Linked DNA regions of Lactuca sativa: region 2 is linked to region 1. The links are chromatin contacts, called in public Hi-C maps. All regions are on one chromosome and are shown on one strand. Each heading gives the region's core, a stretch centred on a gene start, on an enhancer-like site or on the middle of the called end of the contact. The rest is flanking DNA. Distances are from core to core; before and after follow the strand shown.

Region 1 (4,297 bases), core at 362-2,861:
GGTTTTAACTTTAATTAATAAGTATCTCTGAAATTAAATTTTTATAATTCTATTTTAAGAACATAAGATAACGTCTTATTGTGTGAATTTAATATGATATGAAATTAGCAGTAGTGCCCACTATGAAGATGATAAGATGGTAGAGATAGAGACGAAGATGGGTTATCATGAATGGAATGCAATATTTTAAGAGCTATACATGAAATTTCAAGCCAACAAGCAATTTGGAGGAGGGATTGAGGGGGTAAAATTGGAAGTGTTTGATCATTCATGATTAGTTTTGGATGAAGAGGGTTGGAGGTCATATGGATTCTACAAGTATAACATAAAATTTAATGAAATTGATGTTTATTACGTTACCGATCAAGTATAATTTTAATTTTATAGAAATGGAATAATGTTTAGATGTAGTAAACTATTTGTGAAAAAGGACAAATTGTCTCTATAACTAATTTATGTAAAAAAGTGTTCGTACCCGTCGCTTGGCGCGGGTAAACGACTAGTGTGTGTGTATATATATATATATATATATATATATATGTTGTTGATGAAATAATTACTTCTTTAACTACAAGGTTTGAATAATATCAACAATATGATAATATATTTATTTATTTTTTCAAAAAGATGACTTTCATTAGATACTATAACCTTAAAGATTTGTTGTAAGTCTCTTGAAAATTCACTTAAGAAAGATGAACAATCAATATATATATATATATATATATATATATATATATATATATATATATATATATATAGATGGGAATGACTTATATGTTGAGTGTACTTCTACATCTCTTGCCTAAGGAGAAAATGACAACAATTGATATTATAAAAGTTTTTAAAACATGTTGATTGTTTTCTTGTTACATCTATTGTATATAGAATTATATCGACTATTCCTATTACTGTTGCATCTGCAAAACAAAGTTTTTCAAAATTGAAGATTTAAAGTTCTACTTACGATATACAATGACACAATAACAACTTGATGGATTGGTTTTGATGATGATTGAGCACAATATTTTGGATATAATTACTTATGAAGATGTTATTGAAAAGTTTATTTCAATGAATATTAGGAGGATTATGTTTTCAAGTAGAAACAAATTTCTATGTGTGTATTATTTTGAATGAAATTTTAATTTTATGTATTTTGCAATAGAAATGAAAATTTATAAATTTTTTGCTTAAATTTTTAGATCTTTCAAGTTTTAGACATATTTTTGGTTAAACTGCATAGGGTGTCCAAAATCTCGCGTCCGACCTTGTAATTTAGGCGGTAATCGTTGAAATTTAGCATAAACTTGCCATGAAGAAAAATCATTGATTCCCCGTTAGGTATGTGATCGGAAGGTTATGGCGATGAGGGTGAGGATTTAGTTATGAGGATGAGAAATGCATGTTACCATCTCTAATTCTTGTTAATCTATCCATAAGGTTGAAGGAAAACAATTAACTTTGAAAAGTTGTAAGATTGCAATTTTTGGGAATATAGGGGAAAAGTTTGTTAGTATATAGGATTTTCGGGTAGTTTTTGTAAATTTATACCTTTTGACCTGGGGTCTTTATTTCTCTTGTATATATTCATGAAAAAAGGATTTCTAGTGACAATTTGCAAGCGGACTCGAGAAGTCGAAGTAAACAAGATTCGCAGCGGAAGCAGACATAGGGCGACGCCGGAGCGGCTGGAGGCGCTGCAGCTGGTGGCGACGTTGGTGCTCTTCTCCGATCGGTGGCGCCGTGGAGTTAAAGCGAGAAGAATAGGAGGAGAGAGATGATTTGATTCGCTAATTGCGAGCCCTAATTGTATTAAATTCGATGTGTGCTCACTGAACTTTTGAGGCTATCAACAATTAGCGGAAATACATAAATAATAATACGAGAGACCTAAAATGGCGGAGATAGGTCAAGAATCGGTGGATTTTTCGACTCTGGTGAGTCGAGCTGCAGAGGAATCATACCTTTCTTTAAAGGAATTGGTGGAGAAATCGAAATCTTCTGAAATGTCGGATTCTGAAAAGAAAATTAGCATACTCAAGTATCTTGTTAAGACTCAGCAGCGTATGCTCCGACTCAATGTTCTTGCGCAATGGTGCCAACAGGTTAGCATTTTTCCAATCATTCTTTCTGCAATAGATTTTTCGTATTATTGTTTTCAAAACATAGGTTTGATTTCCCCTTCTTGTTTTGTGGTGACATTCTTTTTAAATTTCCAATCCAACTGAATCTGGGAACTAGATGCCTTTTTAACTAGTCATTGTAGAATTCCATTTGGAAATTCGACAAAGGAGAAAATCAACAAGAATGCAGCACCTCATTGTTCAAATGAGATGATAATCCCTTCTGAATTCTGATATGCAGGTACCACTGATACAATATAGTCAACAACTTGCATCAACCCTGTCAAGTCATGAAACATGCTTCACTCAAGCTGCAGATTCAATGTTTTTCATGCACGAGGGACTACAACAAGCTCGTGCTCCAATTTATGATGTTCCATCTGCCATTGAAGTTCTCCTTACAGGCACATACCAACGTTTGCCAAAGTGCACAGAAGATGTAGGCATCCAAACCACATTAACCGAGAAACAACAGAAACCTGTATTAAAGAAATTAGACACCATAGTCAGATCAAAACTACTCGAAACACCACTTCCCAAAGAGTTCACAGAAGTCAAGATCTTTGATGGAACAGTCCATCTTTTTGTCCAAGGAGAGTTTAAGGTACTACTAACCCTTGGCTACCGTGGGCACCTTTCAATGTGGAGAATCTTGCATTTAGAAGTACTTGTTGGTGAGAGAAGTGGTTTAGTTAAGCTTGAAGAAATGAGACGATTTGTTCTTGGAGATGACTTGGAACGCAGAATGGCAGCTTCTGATACCCCATTTGCAACTTTGTATTCTATTTTACATGAATTCTGTGTAGCTCTTATTATGGATACTGTTATAAGACAAGTTCAAGCACTAAGGGCAGGTAGATGGAAAGATGCAATTCGGTTTGAACTCATATCTGATGGTAGTTCAAGTCAAAGTTCTATACAACTTGGTCAAGATGGAGAGACTGATTCTGGTGGTTTAAGGACTCCAGGGTTAAAGATTCTCTACTGGTTGGAATGTGAGAAGCACAGTGGGACATCAGATGCTGGTTCTTGTCCTTTTATTAAGATTGAACCAGGGTTAGACTTGCGGATAAAGTGTCTACATAGTTCTTTTGTCATTGACCCTTTGACTAACAAGGAGGCAGAGTTTTCAATTGACCAGAGCTGTATTGATGTTGAGAAATTGCTGCTAAGAGCTATATGCTGTAATAAGTATACTCGTCTGCTTGAAATTTATAAAGAGTTGGGGCAAAATAGTCATATTGGTCGAGCTGCAGGTGATGTTCTTCTTCACACCCCAGTTGATCCACCTGTTGATGAGTACGAAAAGGTCAGTTAGAATGAAACACTTTTGTCCTCTTATTTTTTTTCTCATTGATATTATTCTTGTGATTCTATTTTGTTTTTCACCTTTTGTCATTTTCATCTGTAATTCATGTAACCAGAATGAGATACTTCATGTCAGGTTATGTTGTGATTCTTCAAGTTGATAAGTTGATTATGCTCATTTGTTTCTATGTGCAGGATAACCAGTCAGAATCTGAAGGACAGGAAGTACTACGTGTCCGTGCCTATGGTTCATCATTTTTTACACTTGGAATAAATATAAGGTTTTACTCTAATCTGTTAATATATCCATAATTCTATATCTATCTATCTATCTATATATATATATATATATATATATATATATGTATGTATGTATGTATGTATGTATTTGTGTAAATTTATTCTGATAAAATGTTGAATTGAGGTACTGAGGTGCTAAAATATTAGCACTACAAGTGTTATGGCTGGGTATAATGTCGTCTAATGTGTGAAAGCATAAATCATGAAAACTTGTAAAAAAGACTTTGTGTCACTTAAACTTACATACATAGAAATGGGTTATATTGCATTTTTGCATTCCATTCTGTGATGGAAGGAATCACACACCAATGGAACGAACCATTCCATTCCTTACCAAACACTACCTTCTGTCTTTTACCTTTTTTTTTTTTTAATATGCAGGAGTGGGAGGTTTCTTCTTCATTCATCAAGAAGCACAGTTACATCTTCAGCCTTAAGAGAATGTGAGGAAGCACTAAATCAAGGAAGTATGACTGCAGCTGAAGCTTTTATAAGCTTGAAAAGCAAAAGCTTACTTCATTTATTTGCATGTATTGGGAGGTTTTTAGGACTCCAGGTAATAA
Region 2 (4,307 bases), core at 186-2,685, 170 kb after region 1:
TTTACAATAACAAAAGTTTAGTTCAAGAATACAAATCTTACCAAATTATTGGAAGGGTTAGATTGATTATGATCTTGTGGATCAAAATCAATATTACAATAAATGGGGTTTTTATTCTTATTTTATTTTATTTTATTGACTCTTTATCATTCATCCTACATAAAATAACATAAATAAATTAGAAAAACTTTTTCTTGGATTAATGAACATATTACTCGATCAAATAAATTACACGATCATAACGTGTGCATCTATTTCAAATGCACACACGTGAGTAACCAAAAAGAATTTCGTGTTTATATGATCCCTATTCATATTACAAATTGACCTTTATATGTCTTTCTTCTTCCCGATGTTTAAATAAAATGTCTTTAAGGATATATGATGCTTCAAATATTTATGAAAATGATACTTCCAGTTTATTTATGAGGATGAACAATTAATTCCATTAGATTAGTTGATTAAGGTTTGATACAATTAATTCCACTAGGTCTAAGAGAAACAAGTTATGATCCTAACACTTGCATCACTAATAAGTTGTTCGTTCATCTACTAGAATTCATAAGCAAAAGGCCACTATATTAACAGAACCTCAAAATCCCCAAAAATAAGTCCAATTAATTTAAAGTCCAATTAATTTAATGACAATGCAGCAATCGGCAAACAGATAATTACCTAATTAAAGAAGACAATATGATTACAAAATCCTTAAAAATAAACAAAAAATTGAAGGGTCAAGGAGTGGTGAAAGGGACATGGGTTTCAAGAATCATAAACAAATACATATAGAAACTAACTTTTACAACAAGTCAAAACTAATGACAGAATGCAGCGATTAGAAAACGAATAACCATATAATTAACAAACCATAATTAATTCCAAGATCCATATTTAATCTAACGTAATCACAAACAGCTCCCAAATCGAAAAAGGGTTCACAGTAATGCAGGAATCAAGACACAAATAATCATCCATCAAACAAACACAATCAAATTCCAGAACCCAAATCGAAAAGGGTTTGATTCAAACTCATTCAAATAACAAAAAACCCCCAAATTAAACGATCACCCATCAACAGAAACTACGAAATGAAGCAAGAAATCGAATCTAGAACGTACCTTTGGACGAGAAACGAAGAACCCAGATGAAGAACAGTCAGTAACGCAAAGAGTGTATGTATAAGAGAGAAATTGGAATGAGTTGAGTGAGAGATGTGAGGTTTTAAAAGAGCAAAGAATCAAAGAGTGGATGGTTGAGAGGAGATGGCTTAAAATAGAATAGAGAAGTGGGAAACAGTAAGAGTATGGCAGAGGGAGGGTGACGATGGAGGAGGATACGGAAAGAGAAGGTCAACTGTGACTCTCTTTGTGATTCATGAAAACCGGTGAATTTGTTACACCACCCAAAATAAAAGGGAATGGGTCCCTTCGAAGCCCACTTGAAGTGTTTTCATCTTTCCCGGCTGCCAAGAGGCAAGAGGTTTAAATTTTTTGAAATAAAAAGGTGGATTAGATTTTAGATCACATCTATCTACAGTAGATTTTTGTTTGTTTCTTTTATGCCTAACACAATTTGGACTTTTCTATTTCTTTATTGTTTTTGTTGTTTATGTCATATAATAATACACTTAAATGATTCATCATGGTTAAATAATTAAAAGGTTTTGGGAAATGGGTTAATTTCATTATTATAATCGACTTAATTAACAATAATGTTTTTTGTATTTCGGATGGAAAAATAATTTTGTTTTGGAATGCTATGTTCGTAGTATTTATGATTGTTCTGAAGTTGGTGGTTGCTTGTTGAAATATGACATAAATCTAACTGAGAATTTAATTTTGTACATTTCGGAATGACATTAATATAGTTTGGAATGTATGGTATTCTCGATAGACATTACGGAGCATCGGAAATTAGCTGTTGTACATTGTTTCTTGTTGTATTTTATAGAGATTGTTTTAAAAATTATTTATATGAGTTTCTCATCTATATTTCTATCGGTGAAAATGAATATATATGTAATTAGTTTATTACAATATTTGTTTATAGTGGAGTATAATGACATTTAATAGACGCTATATGAATTCTATTGCTCTAGATTACACATATTATGATGTGGATTAAACCAACGATATCAACTCTTTTGGGTTGGATAAATTGATGGCTTCGAAATGCATGTAACATACTAATTAGATCCATTCATCTTTTTGATGTCCTAAATCAAATATAATTATGTCTCGTAACACATTATAGTTGTTTGATGTTACTTATCTTGTGGAAAGTGGTGTTAATCGATTTGTAGAAGAAAATCGTTCCAGTGACAATGGGTCACCCGGTACCAAAAGTAACAAAATATATAATTTATTACATATGGCATTGAGTCATATGGACTCAAGAATGCAAAAGAAGTTCCTTACAATAGGCATATACATGAATTAGATGTTAGGTATAAAGGTAAGGATGTTATAGTGGAGCAAGTAACATTGAATAGAAGCTATGTGCATTATATTTGTCACACCCCCAAACCGGAACGACGAAAACGTTCGGGGGCGGAGAATGTCATGTACAGTATCACAATAATTAAATAATAGTAATCAAAGTAACAACAACCATTGTATTGATGATATAGTGTTTACATTGTATTCGAATCACATATGATTGACTCCAAAAGTAAATAGCAAAATAAAGACTTGAAGCTACTATGCTCCGTCTCCTTGAAATGTGTGCAAGTACCTGTCTACTAGTGTCCTGAGAATACAAGTGGTTTTGAAAGTGTCAACATTAAAGTTGGTGAGTTCCTAAGCATTTTGTTTTAGAAAGTATGTTCTCTGTTCCTTGAAAACCTTAGTGTGTTCCTCCAGAAAATCCTATATTTTCTGATGTAATGAAATGTAAGAAATGTAACCCAAACTAGTTCCTTCTATGAGTACTTAGTGTATACAAGTTATATACAATCTGGATCGAACAGACAATCGATTGTGTGGTTCTGCCCTAAGCCCACAACCAAACAAGGAACAGGAAATGAGGCGGAAACCACACATTCCACTGCCTGTCGGGTCTTCATTGTATATAACCCTAGCGTATTCACGAGATACTTACAGAGTTAACTGTAATGGTCCTTTTTGAAACATGAGTGCGTCCTTCCAGAAAATCCAATATTTTCTTAGTATAATTGAGATGTAGTCTTAGACCTTTAGACCAAAACGTATGCATGTTAATGTACGCTAAGTTTGTATACTTATAGTTTTATTACTTGATAAAACTATATTAATATATTTTCCCCCAGAACTATGAGTTTTGTACTAGAAAATAGTGCATTGTATTTGTATATAGTGACATGAACCATACATGTTTCCCCTTATGATTACTTAGGGTATACAAGTCATATATAGCCTAGATCGAATGGATAGTAGACTGTATGGATCTGCTCTAAGCCCACAACCAAACAAGGAATAAGAAGTAAAGCGGAAATGTAACATCCTATTTCGAATTGTCCGTGGTTAGGGATCGTGGGCCACGAGCCGGGCATGAGGAGGTCTCGGGTTGCGGCAAGTTGCTAGAAGCGTGGGACATCTCGTTACCTTTCCATAGGTATGCGAATCTTTGGAATCATAGTTACATCAAGGGAGCTAAGGAAGTTTGGGGTTTTGGCAATAGGAGCCCTTAAGTTGAGAAATGTTGCAGCGGAGTACGTTGGGCATACATATGTGTACGCTTAGCGTACGTGTGCGCGTGATCCTTAAGCAAGAGCCACCCAGTACGCTGGGCGTACTAGGCGCAGAGTGGGAACCCTAATATTTTGAGTGACCCTATATAAAGAATGAGATGGCCTCATTCCTGGGCACCCACCCCAGAGAAAAAACCTTCCAAAACCTTTAATCTTCGTCCATGAGAGTTTATGAGTGCATGAAGAAGGAGCATTGAAGGGAAAAGAGTTGGAGTTCAAACTTTGGATTTGAGCTTTTATGGGGATGGAGCATCAAATAAAGGTATAAAGTTAAGAGCTTTCATACTCCTTTTGATTTATGCTTAGTATGGTCCATTTTAGGGTTTTTGGTCCCAAAGCTTGAAGCTTTGAGAGTTGTTAAACTCCAGAGCCCATTATCCATCCTTTTGAGTGTTTTTGACGGAGTAGTTTCATAAAAATGAGATCTTGAAGGTTAAGATCAAGTCATGCATGAGTGGAGAGCTTAATGAGTAAAGAGAAAGAGTATTTTGTGTGTTGTGTTCACTTCAGCCATGCAAAGGCTAAAAGTCTCTGACTTTATGGAATAAGGATTGTTAGGGAGCCTAGATCTAAGAGATAG

What was found. A called contact is a pair of places that touch in the nucleus more often than the background predicts.
Region 2: a contact with region 1 is called in a Hi-C map of leaf, with 6 times the contacts expected there. The contact joins the promoter of LOC111884106 here to the promoter of LOC111884099 in region 1. A contact is called at or near these places in 2 of 4 Hi-C or Micro-C datasets (both in leaf).

What each region holds. Positions count from the first base shown.
Region 1 is chr5:137,487,912-137,492,208 of Lsat_Salinas_v11, forward strand. LOC111884099 (mediator of RNA polymerase II transcription subunit 14) reads left to right here and starts at 1,612. Exons shown (of 8, transcript XM_023880419.3): 1 at 1,612-2,108; 2 at 2,368-3,435; 3 at 3,630-3,715; 4 at 4,116-4,290. The coding sequence starts at 1,899.
Region 2 is chr5:137,656,957-137,661,263 of Lsat_Salinas_v11, forward strand. LOC111884106 (probable protein phosphatase 2C 40) reads right to left here and starts at 1,436. Exons shown (of 4, transcript XM_023880424.3): 1 at 1,119-1,436.